3 separate regions of the Sus scrofa genome follow, and regions 2 and 3 are each linked to region 1. The links are chromatin contacts, called in public Hi-C and HiChIP or PLAC-seq maps. All regions are on one chromosome and are shown on one strand. Each heading gives the region's core, a stretch centred on a gene start, on an enhancer-like site or on the middle of the called end of the contact. The rest is flanking DNA. Distances are from core to core; before and after follow the strand shown. Region 1 holds the start of RAB11FIP2 (rab11 family-interacting protein 2). Region 2 holds the start of EMX2 (homeobox protein EMX2). Region 3 holds the start of FAM204A (family with sequence similarity 204 member A).

The links. Hi-C and Micro-C count contacts between places; a contact is called where the count stands out from the background. HiChIP or PLAC-seq counts read pairs in DNA pulled down with a chosen protein or histone mark.
Region 2: a Hi-C map of embryonic fibroblasts shows a contact between it and region 1, with 2.3 times the contacts expected there. The contact joins the promoter of EMX2 here to the promoter of RAB11FIP2 in region 1. A contact is called at or near these places in 2 of 5 promoter capture datasets (fetal skeletal muscle and liver), 10 of 47 Hi-C or Micro-C datasets (brain, embryonic fibroblasts, fetal skeletal muscle and 4 more) and 1 of 2 datasets of contacts at active chromatin or transcription factors (skeletal muscle).
Region 3: a contact with region 1 is called in an H3K27ac HiChIP or PLAC-seq map of alveolar macrophages. The contact joins the promoter of FAM204A here to the promoter of RAB11FIP2 in region 1. A contact is called at or near these places in 2 of 47 Hi-C or Micro-C datasets (epiblast stem cells and liver) and 1 of 2 datasets of contacts at active chromatin or transcription factors (alveolar macrophages).

Annotation. Positions count from the first base shown.
Region 1 is chr14:128,108,524-128,112,633 of Sscrofa11.1, reverse strand. It overlaps RAB11FIP2 (rab11 family-interacting protein 2), which reads left to right and starts at 1,685. Exons shown (of 5, transcript XM_001927901.6): 1 at 1,685-2,495. The coding sequence starts at 2,143.
Region 2 is chr14:127,647,885-127,651,994 of Sscrofa11.1, reverse strand. It overlaps EMX2 (homeobox protein EMX2), which reads right to left and starts at 2,031. Exons shown (of 3, transcript XM_005671489.3): 1 at 799-2,031. The coding sequence starts at 1,204. LOC102164998 (a long non-coding RNA gene) reads left to right here and starts at 2,189. Exons shown (of 4, transcript XR_002338715.1): 1 at 2,189-2,325.
Region 3 is chr14:128,400,654-128,404,763 of Sscrofa11.1, reverse strand. FAM204A (family with sequence similarity 204 member A) reads left to right here and starts at 2,219. Exons shown (of 10, transcript NM_001185171.1): 1 at 2,219-2,264; 2 at 2,546-2,773. LOC110256774 (a long non-coding RNA gene) reads right to left here and starts at 2,240. Exons shown (of 3, transcript XR_002338732.1): 1 at 2,116-2,240.

The sequences.
Region 1 (4,110 bases), core at 436-2,935:
AAGCACTGCGAAAGGAAGAGCCACCACACACAAGGCAATTCAAAGAGCTAAGACCTTCCTTAGGAAGACATGAACAGAAACAAGTACAATAAACTCTAACAGAGAAATGGAGGGGCAAAAGAAGTTAGAATTATGTTCTGTAATTTGCTAGGAAATGCACATGTATTATCCTGTAATACCCCTCCCAATTCTGTAATAGCAATTTTACCAACAATTTAGGGACCGGGAAATCTAGGCTCCCAGGAATCCAGGAAGCTAAGTTCCTTGCCTCAGGAAGCTAGGTGCCCATCGAGAGCTTTGTACTGAATTTCGGGCAGTCAGGACCTCAAGCAAGGCTCCTGACTCATCATCAGCCATTACCCATACTTTTCCCACTGGATTAGGCTGGTTTCAGAAAACCTGCAGTCTTAACACATCCCAATTTTCTTCACTTAACAGAGTCCATCCGTCTTCGCCCTCAGGGTAAGTAAGGAATTTGTCAGTCGCCCTTGGTGAAGGAGGCTGTTTGTTTTCTTAGTTGACTTCGTTTTTAATACTTGCAGATTGACCACTGGGTTTGGCTTCTGAAGTTAGATGAGTGCCCAGGGGTTCCTTTTGATGTTAAGCCCTTACAGTTGTCATGGGGTCTCAGCCATAACGGAGAGCTATTTTAACAGTGAAAAAAACCAAGCCTCAGGGAAGGGAAATAACTTGACCAAGGTCGTTCAGACTGATGGTAGCAGATGTGGGATCAAGAACTAGGTCTGTGTCCAGCCCAGTACTCATCGTGACCTTTATTAATTCCCTGTGTTGGCTTTGGGATCTTTTTCTCTGCTTCCCTCTCTTCTGTCATCTGAGTAGGGGGTGGCATTCCAGTCAGTTAATCGCCTCTCTTTTCAAATAGAGAAGAGTGACTGAGGGTTTGGGGAAAGGTGTGTTTTTCGGCCAATGAAGGGGACTGATTTATTTCACCGCTATTCATCGAATGCCCGCTTGGTGCCAGGCACTGGGCATCCCGGGTGCAGCAAGGACAGCGTCCAAAGATTGAAACCGGGTTTCTCCCTAGGCCGGCAGTTCCTGGCCTAGACTGCTTTCCTCTCGGAGCGGTCTTTCGCTGTCCCCAGAGACTCCTTGACGTGCGGGTCCCCAACTCCCCGGCACCCCGGATCGTGACAAGGACCAAGCGAGGTGAACCCGCTGGATCAACACGCTGCCCTGGGAGCCGAGCTCGCGGCCTCAGCGCCCACGCGGCACACCCCCGGTCACCACGGCAACCAGGGAGGTGCTGACCCCTGACCCCATGGCTCCGCCCGGCCCCGCCCCACGCGTTCCTGAGATCAACATGGAGAAGGCCAACCCGGAAGTGCCGGCGCCGCCCGCCCGGTGCTAGGAGCCGCCGGCTCCGGGAAGGCTGAGCCCCGCGCCCGCCGCCGTGCTGCCCAGGGCCTGTCCCTGGTCCTCCTGCTGCGGGGCGGCCGCCTCCCCTGCCCCTGGTCCCACTCCACCCCGCGGCGACCCGCCCCCGCCCCACCTCCGCCCGAGAGGAGGAGCCGAGGCGAGGGGAGGAGGAGGAGGGAGAGGTTTGCGAGAGGGAGCGAGGCCGTGCGAGCGGCCGGCGGTTCGTATTACCGGGGTCGGGAGGAGGAGCCCGACCGGGCCGGTGGACCTGCACCCGGGAGGCGCGGAGGAGGCGGGGGCGGCCCGGCCGCGAGGAAGCGGGCGGGAGCCGGGGGCTGGGAGTCCGGGCAGGAGGCGCCCTCCCACTTGCGCCGCCCGCAGCCCGGGCCTTGGCGGTCGGGCCTTAGCTGCCCGCAGGCCCGGGAGTCCCCCCCCCACTCCCCGCCGCCGCCGAGGGCCGGTCCCGAGGGCCGGCGGAGCGTTGAGGTGTGGACGCGAGGCGCGGGCCTCCGCGCGGAGGCCTGGACGGCGCGGCCAGGTGATGGTGGGGCCCTGTGTTTCTCCAGAGGAAAGGGGACCCCCAGAGCAGCCGTCTTTGGGCTGCCCCAGCGAGGCGTTTGGACGTCAGCCCTAGGGAAGTCGGGCAGCTGTGCGGTTGCCTGTCTCCGTAAGTGCCCTTAGGATGCAGTGATTAAGGAATTAGGCTCTCCCTCCCGGGAGGGGCACTGCCTGCGCTGTGAACTCGGTGCAGAGAAAAAGGACAGGATGATGCTTTCCGAGCAAGCCCAAAAGTGGTTTCCGACCCACGTGCAGGTCACCGTGCTCCAAGCCAAAGATCTTAAGCCAAAAGGCAAAAGTGGCACCAATGACACATACACTATAATTCAGCTGGGCAAAGAAAAGTACTCCACCTCCGTAGCTGAGAAAACGCTTGAGCCAGTCTGGAAGGAAGAGGCCTCTTTTGAGCTCCCTGGATTGCTAATGCAGGGGAATCCAGAGAAATACATCCTTTTCCTCATAGTTATGCACAGGTCCCTGGTGGGTCTGGATAAGTTTTTAGGGCAGGTGGCCATCAATCTCAATGACATCTTTGAGGACAAACAAAGAAGGAAAACAGAGTAAGTTATGTAATTTATTTTGAATTGGGGGGAGCGTAATTTTATCTTCTTTATGGATTTTTCTGTTCTTGGAAGTTACTTGTCTACCTGGGGCATGGGTTTGGGGACTGAAATATGACCCAGTTTTAAGCACCATATTTGCATGAGTCTGAAGTAAAAATAGCCCTTGTGAAGAAACATTTTCATAAATGGAGTCTTTAATGATCCCTTACTCTCTCACTTGTTCGAGGCAAACATCTTCGTTAACTGAATGTTTTGCACACGATTTTAAGTATATTAATATTGTTTCACTTCTAAGAGGACAGGAACAGTGTTGACCAGCTAAAACAACATATATGTAAAATGTTATACTCTTTAAACATTACAGTTTTTCAGGAAATGGAACAGCCATCAGAAAGCCAAATCTGCCAATGTAAGGTCTTTTAGATGGGTAGATAGATTGATTGATTTTGCAGTTGAACTCTTACGATGTCAAGTGATAAATTACCCAAGTTAGGACTCAGTATTTTATTTCAGCATTATAAACACAGTTGGCTTTTATTTTAGCTCAGGCATTTTTCAGGGTCAGCACATCTCGATGGAGTCTAAAGCTGTTAAAAAAAAGTTTCAAAAGTGGGTACCAACATCCTCGACCTTGAACGCCATTACTTCCAAGTTCTGCAAAGCCAGGGTGTTTAGACCATATTACATGTTGTCAGATTGGAGACTGATTAAATTCTTGTGAGGAAATGATTTAATGACATCTTCAGTAAAAATCATAGGCCTTTTTAATCTGACTTCCAAACGTAGAATAGATATAGAGTCTAATTTAAAAAGCCATAATATAAGTTAAAACTAGGATGTTATGTCTTAAATTGAAAAATAGTATGTTTTCTGAGGTAGGGATACCCAGCCCTTCTTTAAGCTTGTAATTTCTCTCTTCTGAGAGAACATTAAAGCTGATGGAATTTATGAGAGAAAAATATGGGTTGCATTGACAAGAGGACTTCAGATTTCAAAACTAACTTTGGTGTTTCAGTTATAACTGAAATTTTATTTACGATTTAAAAACTTTTATAATGATAACTTTCTTGAAGTTCATGTTTTATTTTAAAACAACCACCTCTTGTTCCTTCTGTACATACCTTCCTGCAAGCTGCTCTGGATTGGAATTTTTATTTTTATTGAAAAAAATGTTTTTGGAGTCAGTTCTTTACCTAAGGTTTAATGTATGTCTAAATGGTAGCGTGAGAAGTAACACTAGGAATGCAGAGGAAAAATGGTAACTATTTACACTACCCCGAGAAGGTGAAAATATTTTAAGGGCAGAAAAAGGTTTTAAAAAAGTGCAAAGTTGAATATATATGAATGATTTTAATGATGTTTGGTAACTACAAAGTAGCATGCAGTTACCCCCGAGAAGTTCTTCATCAGATTTAAACTGCAAAGTGGATAGTCCCCAAATAATTTCTTTCAAATTGCCAATTTCGGATGACCTTTCATATAAGATTTAAAGTGTTTTGAATGTGAACTTTTAAGTAGATTGCATCTTCTGATTTCATACTGTATTTACAGTACTTTTAATGTTCATGAATGATGTACTGCAGGCCTTCTCTGGAATATAAATTTTCCAAGT
Region 2 (4,110 bases), core at 782-3,281, 460 kb after region 1:
AATCCAAACATTAGCAATAATGGAAAACACTCAAACAAATCTTCTCCTCCAGTCTATCGTCCGACCTCGTTCATTTCTTTTACAACAAAAACAAAAACCAGACTGAACCTGCCTTCCCGCCGCGGCCGCTCGCCGCGCGAACAGAGCAGGTCGCGGCGAACAGTGCTGAGCCCCGGAGGTTTCCACCCGCGCGGGTTCCAGCCCCTTCCCGAGCCTCTCGGGGGAAAAAAAAAAAAAAAAAGATTAAAACAAACCCCAGACTATGCAGACTATGCCATGGGGTCGCGAGGGTCTCTTCGTCTCCGGAAGAGGGTCAGAAACCAAGTCGCGGGTCTGGGATGCAGGGGCTCGGAGTAGGTGGCGAACAGGATCGAACGCAGTCGAAGGCGAACCTGGCCGCCGGGCCCTGTCCGCGCCCCCTCGGAGCCTGGGTGTCTAGGGCCTCGCGGAGGAGACGGAGAGCCTGGGGACCTCGCGGGCTCCGGATTCCTTGCTGGCAGGCACTCGGAGCTGCCTGGGACAGCCTGCCTGGACCCGAGAACATTCGGGAACAAGTCCTCTGTCTGCACCCTTCCCTAAAAGGGACCAGCAGCCGCAGGCCGGCCCCCAAACCGGCCGCTGCTCGGAGACTGGGGACTAACACGGTGCCCGGCCCCTTGCCGCCCTGTTTCCGTAGCCGGCGCGCGCGGACGGTCGAGCCGGAGGAAGCTCCGTCCAGGCCTCGCCAGGCGCCTATCCCGAGCAGGCCGAGGGTGGTGAGGGATGCGGCGCGTTGCAGCCCCGCGACGTGGCACGTACCTTGGAAGCGGTGGCCCAGATATCGGTAGCGGTGGATGAGCCAGGGGTAGAAGGTGGACGGGTCCCGCTGCTGCGAGGCGAAGAGGGGGTGTGGCGAGTGCGAGGAGGGCAGGGGGTGGGCGGCCAGGGCGTGCGGCGGCGGCACCGGGTGCACTGGCACGGCGGGGTTGGGCGGGTGCGAGACCGCCTCAGCGAACACCAAGTCCGGGTTGGAGTAGACGCCCCTGCCGGCGGCGGCGGCGGCGGCCGAGTGGAAGCCGTTGAGGAACGGGTTTATGGGGCTGGAGTTGGCGTAGCTGAGCGCCGCGGGACGGATGGGGTCCTCGGAGCGCGAGGCGGGCAGGGGACTGTCCTTGGCCACCAGCGACTCGATGGTGAAGCAGCGCTTGGGCGCCGGCTGGAACATGCTGTGCCGAGGAGCGGGCGCCCGGGGCTCCCGGCTCCCGGCGACCGCGGCGCGCTGCCTCCGCCGCCCGCTGTCCGCTGCCCGCGGCAAGGACGGACGGGAATTGGGGACTTGTTTGTTGGGGGTGGGGGTGGGGGGAGGAAAGGAAGAAAGAAAGGAAAGGAAAGGAAAAAGGAAAGGAGGGGGAGGGGGAGGGAGAGAGAACGCCGTGGATCCCGAGAATCTTGCACCAAACGCGCCCAACCTGGAGAGAGGAGGAAAAATCCTTCCAGAAGAATTTGCAGGCGTGGATTGGGGTAATTTTTTTTGGGGGGGGGCGAGATGGCGTGGGGGGATCGGAGTTAGAGGCGCGCGGGGGGGGGAGTTTCTCGGGGGAGGCAAAAAAAAAAGTTTTCTCTCCTCTGCAAAAGGCGGGCAGGGCGCCCTAAGTCCAAGGACAATCCATGGAAGTGTTCGCTTCTTCACAAGTTGTGCAAACGATTTGTTAGTTCATGAGCCTAATTAGTGCGGGGATCACATAAACAGCTTCCTCCGAAGCCTGGTAAATGGCTTGATGATTGGTCGCTATTACTCGCCCTGAGGTGGAAGGGGGGAGACTCTTTAAAGTGCGTCAGAGGGAGGCGAGCGCCTGGGAACCCGGAGGCCTGGATCCGGGCCGAGAGTGGAACGGAGTCGGCGCCGCTGCCTTGGCCGAACCTCCTGCGCCCGCCGGGCCGCCTGGCCTCTTCGCGCCGTAACCCCGCGCTCCTAGCTCACTCGCTCCTGCGGCGCCCGCTGCGGCTTCTTCTCCTCTTTCGCCTCCTCCTCTTCCTTCGGCTTCTTCTCCTCCTCCTCCTCCTCTTCCTCCTTCTTCTCCTCCTCCTCTTTCCCCACCTCCTCCCCCTCAGCCACCGCCTCCTTTTCCACCACCAACACCACTCCCTCCGGGGCACCCCGGTCCTTGCAGAGTCCCCAGCCGGCGCGGCCTCCGCTGCGATCCCCTGGATCCTGAACCTGCTGAGCCCAAGCTGGTGGGACAGATGGACACAGTGACACAGATTTCTTGTGCGTAGCTCTCCTCTGCTACTGCCCCCCGCGGCCCGGCATCAGAGGACCTGGGATCGCCCCGGGAGCACGCGAGGGTAAGCGGGCAAGGGTTGGTTCCGGACGAGGGTAACGGAGCTGTTCGGTCGGACCAATCCCCACCCCCAGCAAAACTCCTGTCGGTTTCCTAGGTGAGGAGAGAGGCCCGAGCAGGGTGTCCTCCAACTACGCAAAGCTTTGAGGTCCGGGGTCGCTGCGTTCGCGATTCTTGGCTGGGCTCGTCCGTTTGCGAGTTGGGACGGAGCGGCTGAACCTTCCCCGGGCGGCGGGCTTCCCACTCTCCCACAGGCACTTAATTTTTCTCTCTGGGAGGGTGCTCATCCCCACCCCCACCCCCCAAAAAAACACAATTCCTTCTGCAACATCTGGGACTGGGGGGGATCCAAGGTCAAGGGAGAGGCTAACGTGGTACTACTATTACTGAGACGTTGTCGTTATTGTTTCGGTTAATGTGGTTGTCGGTGTTATTATCGCTGCTGTTATTATTACAGTTATTATTATTATCTCTATTTCTATTATTATTCTGCCATCTGTTGTCCCAGGCGGCGGATCGCTGTGCAAACCTAGGGCTTGCAACTAGGGAGTACAGATCGCTTCTCCGGTCCCAGGCCGTGTCCGCATTTTCGAGCTCGCCTTCGGTTTTGGGATGATTTTAGGGCTGAGTTCCCTCGTCCCCATTGGCTCACGCAGCGGCATAATTATGATCACATCCCCCAGGCTGCTGGCGCTGCTCTCTGTTTATTGGTGGTTAAAGATCTATTATCTATTCATCAGTCGCCTCTTTTTTCCTCTTTTTTTTTTCTTTCTGCCAATTACATTCTTCTAAATTGAAGTACCAGCAGGTATTTTGCACGTTTACAATTAATGATTTTTTTTAATCTGACGTCGTTTAAATCTATTACTTGGAGGCCCATGTCATTTCTCTTAAGGTTGAAGAAATGCCTGTGTTTGGAGACTAGGTTGCTGTGAGACCCCAAAAAAATGTCAGCTGGGAGAGGGAGAAGAGGGAAGTCCTGTTAGGTCAGACTGCAACACCAGCAGTTTCATCAGTTGAAGGTCCCCAAGTCTTAGACGTGTCCCCTTGCTTTCCCAGCTACCCCCTCCCTGCCTTGGGATCTCCCCCTGATCCTCTGTGGTTTCGTCTGCTGTGTATTTATGTTTGTGTCAATTTCTCGACTTTTTTCTTCCAAGGATAGTCTGTGTTGGGGGAGGGTGGCAGGAGGAGGGTCCAAACTCCTTTTGGAAAACACTCCAGGCAAGTAGTTAGGAATGTGTTTTCTGGGGTTGTCTGGGCATCTGACCTTAGTGAAAGCCCAATGAGATCATCTGTACTACCTCACCCAGTGTTCTCAGGACACATATACTACACACACTCATACACACATGCATACACAAGATAGGTATGGGCCTCAGCTCTGCATTCACACCCCAAGAAATCTACTCCTGGCTCAGGCTGTGGTCCTCTGATGCTGGCTCTGGGTGGGGGCCTTGGCTGGGTTTTCCCCCCTATCGGGTACCCTATCGGGTACAAGGATCCAGGGTGTTCGATCCAGCCTTACAGGGGGGTTACATTTTGAATATGCAAAAATATTGCCTCCAGCTCAGAAATCCTTCTTCCAGTTAGGCTGAGGGACATGAGCCACAGTGTTCTCCGGGGCAGCAAGGCACCTGAAGCCATCAGGAAAAGTGGAAGTCTTTGGGCTGTGCTAGCCAGCCAGTCTGTGTGGAGGTAGAGGTCGGCCTTTGGTCCCTGGAAAGAAACACACTCTTTAGGTGGGCTGTGCATCCCGGATCCTGGAGCCCGTGGGAGCGGACCCCATTCT
Region 3 (4,110 bases), core at 970-3,469, 290 kb before region 1:
GCCAGATGCAACACAACTCAAACACAATTCACTAGCTGCATCACATTCACTATGATTTAGTAAAAGATATTCAATAATTCTATATTTCATAGAAATCTCACAAATACAAGTATTTCATTCACAAAATGCATGGTTTGGCAGGTTTCCAGGGCAGGAATTTGCTGGAGGGAAGGCAAATTTATTGATTAAAATAAATCAAATGACTGACATTTCCTCCAGAAAACTGGCAAAAATCATAATATCCAGAGACTGAAAGTTTTATAACCAAAACCAGAAGAAAAGTCTGAGCTATCTATACTTATTATAGAAATACTATATCATAAACAATTAGGTATTTGAGAATTTTCAAATTAACATTGAGAGGATTTTAAAATAGCTATTTTTGGAATAGGACTTTTCAGAAAACTTTGAGGTTGAAATCTAGTGGGAGTAAGTCTTTGGAGGACTTATACTTCGAATCCCCCTCTATCCTTTGCACATTATATGCTGTAAACAATGAGCATTCTTTGGTGGAACACATACAGAAACAATCCAGATAGTTCTAAAGCAGGCCAACAATATTTCCTTCCTATCCATATCTCATTCTTACTCCTTTGAGCTCTCTTTCCCCATTTTGGTTACACTTCCACCATCAGAATTTGTTATGGACTGAATGTCTGGGTACCCCTAAAATTCATACATTGAAATCCTAACTTCCAGGGCAGCTGTATTTGGAGATGGGGCCCTCAGGCAATTAATTAAGGTTACATGTGGTCATAAGGGCAGGTCTCTGAGCCAGCATGATTAGAGTCCTTTTATGAAGAAACACCAGATACCCGTTCCTTTTTCTCTCCCCCTCCTTACGCAAATGCACAGAGATCTCAGGAGCACACAGCAAGATGACTGCTGCCTACAAGCCAAGAGAAGAGGCCTCAGAATGAGACCTCTTTGCCAGTGCCTTGATCTTAGCCATCCCAACCTCCAGAATTGTAAGAAATAAAAATTTTTGTTGTTTAAGCTACTTAGTCTGTGGCATTTCATTATGCAGCTCAAGTCAGCAACTGAGAGGCTCAATGTAACCAGCACAACAGCATTTTCGTGCACATCTTCCTTAACTTTTCACAGATTTGGATTCAGGGAAAACATTAGTGAGAGGCTGAGTACCTTTGGCCAGGAGAGTTTCATGCAGATCTGTGAATCACTCAGCCCAGATTCCATTCTAGAATCAGGGGATGTGAGAGTGAGAAAGGACCTTCACAACCTAAGCTTGTCAGTTCGGGTTCTGCTATGACTCTGGGGTCATCAACTACTCCATACACCTGCCACATCAATGGGGGTGAGGTGTGTAGAGAGTTAAATAATAAACATGTGTTTACACTACATCGTGCTATGTTATTGAGTGCATATACAAAAGTTTTACACATTTTTAGGATATTTCTAAAAAAGGCATTATTCACAATGTTAAGGACAATAACAACAAATGGCTGAAAGACTAAAAATTACTGTAGGTAATGGCTTAAGGAGTTCATGTGCATTTTGTTATATAATCGTCACAGCATTAGCAAATAGGAACGTATTCTTATTTTTACAGAATGTTTTTTTCAGAAAATGGCAGCATTCTAAAACAGCTCCATCACGGTCATATTATTTTCTTACTAGAGCTTTTCTTCCCCTTGCTTATTTTCTACGCTTCCCCCTCCCCAAGCCCCTTCTCAGAGCCTCAACCAGTGGCTCCCACGGAAAAGGAGCTCAAAGAGCTTTTGGCCAAGGGCACACTGCTGGTCAGTGAAGCAGCCGCCACGAGAGCAGGAGTTGGGACCCTTTAGCTCTAAATAGAGGCTGGCAGGGTGCCTGCTCCATAAATATGTGCAGAAAAGCGGGGGAAACGGCAAGAGAGCGAGGGGGAAAGGACGAATGAATGGAAACGTTCCCAGAAATGTCTAGAGAGCTTCCGCAGTGACTCTCCCTCCTTGGGCAATGAACTCTGTTCAACCAGCTCTTTCCTCACCTGAGAGCGCCGGAGTACGGCAGGGGATGGAGAAAGAACAAAGTCTTTTAAAAGTCCATAATAAAGGAGAAAACGGCGAGAGAAAAGCGGGTAGAGAAGGAGAAAGGAAAAAACTGCTCATTTCTTACGGATTTAATAGCAGAGTGGAGCTCGGCCGGTTGCCATGGCGACCGCAGGCCAGAATGGCCCCAGCCCATTGGCTGATATGCCGGAGCCAATGAGAAAGCGCGTTGTTGGTGGGTCTTAAGATGGCTGACGGGCGGCCGGCTCCGGACCGGTGAGTACGGCTGAGTGCGGGGCTGGGTCCCGGCCGGCGCAGGCTCCGGTGAGACGGGTCTGGGAAGGCAGGGTGCGGGGACTTGGGGGGCCAGCGCGAGCGGTCTCATAGCATCTCCGCTGGGCCCGCGGGAGCGTCGGCGGAGCTGGCTTCCGCTTTGCTCAGACCGGGCGTCGGAGCGCCTTCCCCAGCCTGTTGGTCGGAAAGGGGTTCTCCTTCCTACCCCAGCCAGAGTGAGAGTAAGGAGGCTTTCGCTCCGGGAAACCGGCTCCTGTTTACAGTCGCTGTACCCGGGAAAGAGCTGCAGTTAATGGGAGTGTCAGCAAGCTAGACATCCTACATCAGAATCTGCGGCGCTTAGCGCTTAGTTCTGGGCCGGGAGGGGACTCTTCCCGTTTTGGGGATCGGAGTGTGGCGCTGCTGCCGGCGAGCCTGCAGAGGACCGGGTTGTGCAGCCAAGCAAGAAAAGTGTACCTTTCTAGAGCCACCCTCTCTCTGTCTTGAACCGTGTAAGTATTCTCACAGCTGCAACCGATTTAAAATGAGCCTCGAAATGTTATTGGTTACCTGTAAATCTTTCCATGTAGGGTCTTGAGTCTGGGAAAGAGTTTTCTAGCCCTTGGCTAAACAAAACACCCTCTTTAATTAAAACATGTCCATACATGCAGAATCCTGCTAAATAAACGGTTTATCTGGGTAATCAGATTGATAACTTAAATCTGAAGTGTGGCCTCTGATTCAGTTGTTCTTTCTCTACCTTTTTGAGAAATGGGAACACATTTATTTCATAAACGTGAATAGGACATTAATGTTGCATTACATTAATGTTACATTACATTAATGTTGATAGTAACATGCTTAAAAGTATTTTAATTAAGTACCTAATTCACAATCACAGAAAGTGATTATTGTGTAAATTATTTAAAACAATCTTCAGATTGGTGGGTGATGATTTATGTTTGTCATACAAGGAAGATTAAATTCAGATGGGGCAAGATTCAGGTTTCTCTGATTAGTTCTAATTGAATACAAAATATGGGAAATAAGACAGCTTCCTTTGGTAATAATGGAATTGAAATTCTGGAGTGTTAGAAGCTGGAGACATTTACCCAATAAACTGCTCAGATTGGGTTTTGGTTATAAACAGTTGTCAGGTCTTCCAGAAAATGTGACATTATTACAATACAAGACCTCTGAATGTGACTTTGATGTATGCAGTTTAGTATAGCATTTTATGTAGCTTTTAAAAAGTGAGAAAAAAATTCTTCTTAATCAAATTTTATCAGATTATAGGCTGGGGACCTTCTTCAGCCTCACCCTCAAATCTTTGTCTCTAAGAATGTATTACTATTTAAACTCTGCCCTCTTTAGAGTTTTGAACCTGTAGAGTTCTATTTCTCTAAAATAAATGGATCGCAGTGTATCAGGTGAGTCAGTTACCTCATTTGTAAAAGGGGTTTAGCTAATAATTCCTAGTGGAAGGGTCATTGTGAGGATTAAGGGTAAAACTGCCTGTCACATTGTTTGTATGCCCTGTACAGCAATGACCTCCTTTGTTTTCTTGCTGGTTTTGTTTCTTGTGTCATATTTGGGGTTTCCTGCCCTTTCTTCAGAGCATCTTTAAGGTGTTCTCTCTGAAGTGCAGAGTCCGACTGAAAACTAGCAGGCTTGGCTGTGGTGGCTTGGTTAGGAGAGAAACCTTACCTTTTAGAGTGCTGGGGTTTAAGCAGTGTTGTGTCTGACTGAGAGAGAATGGAGTGTTACAGCAGAGAATGAGGTGATTCTGGGCATCTGGACACATATCACATTGAGGTCCATAGAGAAATGTTTTCGAGCCACAGGGCAG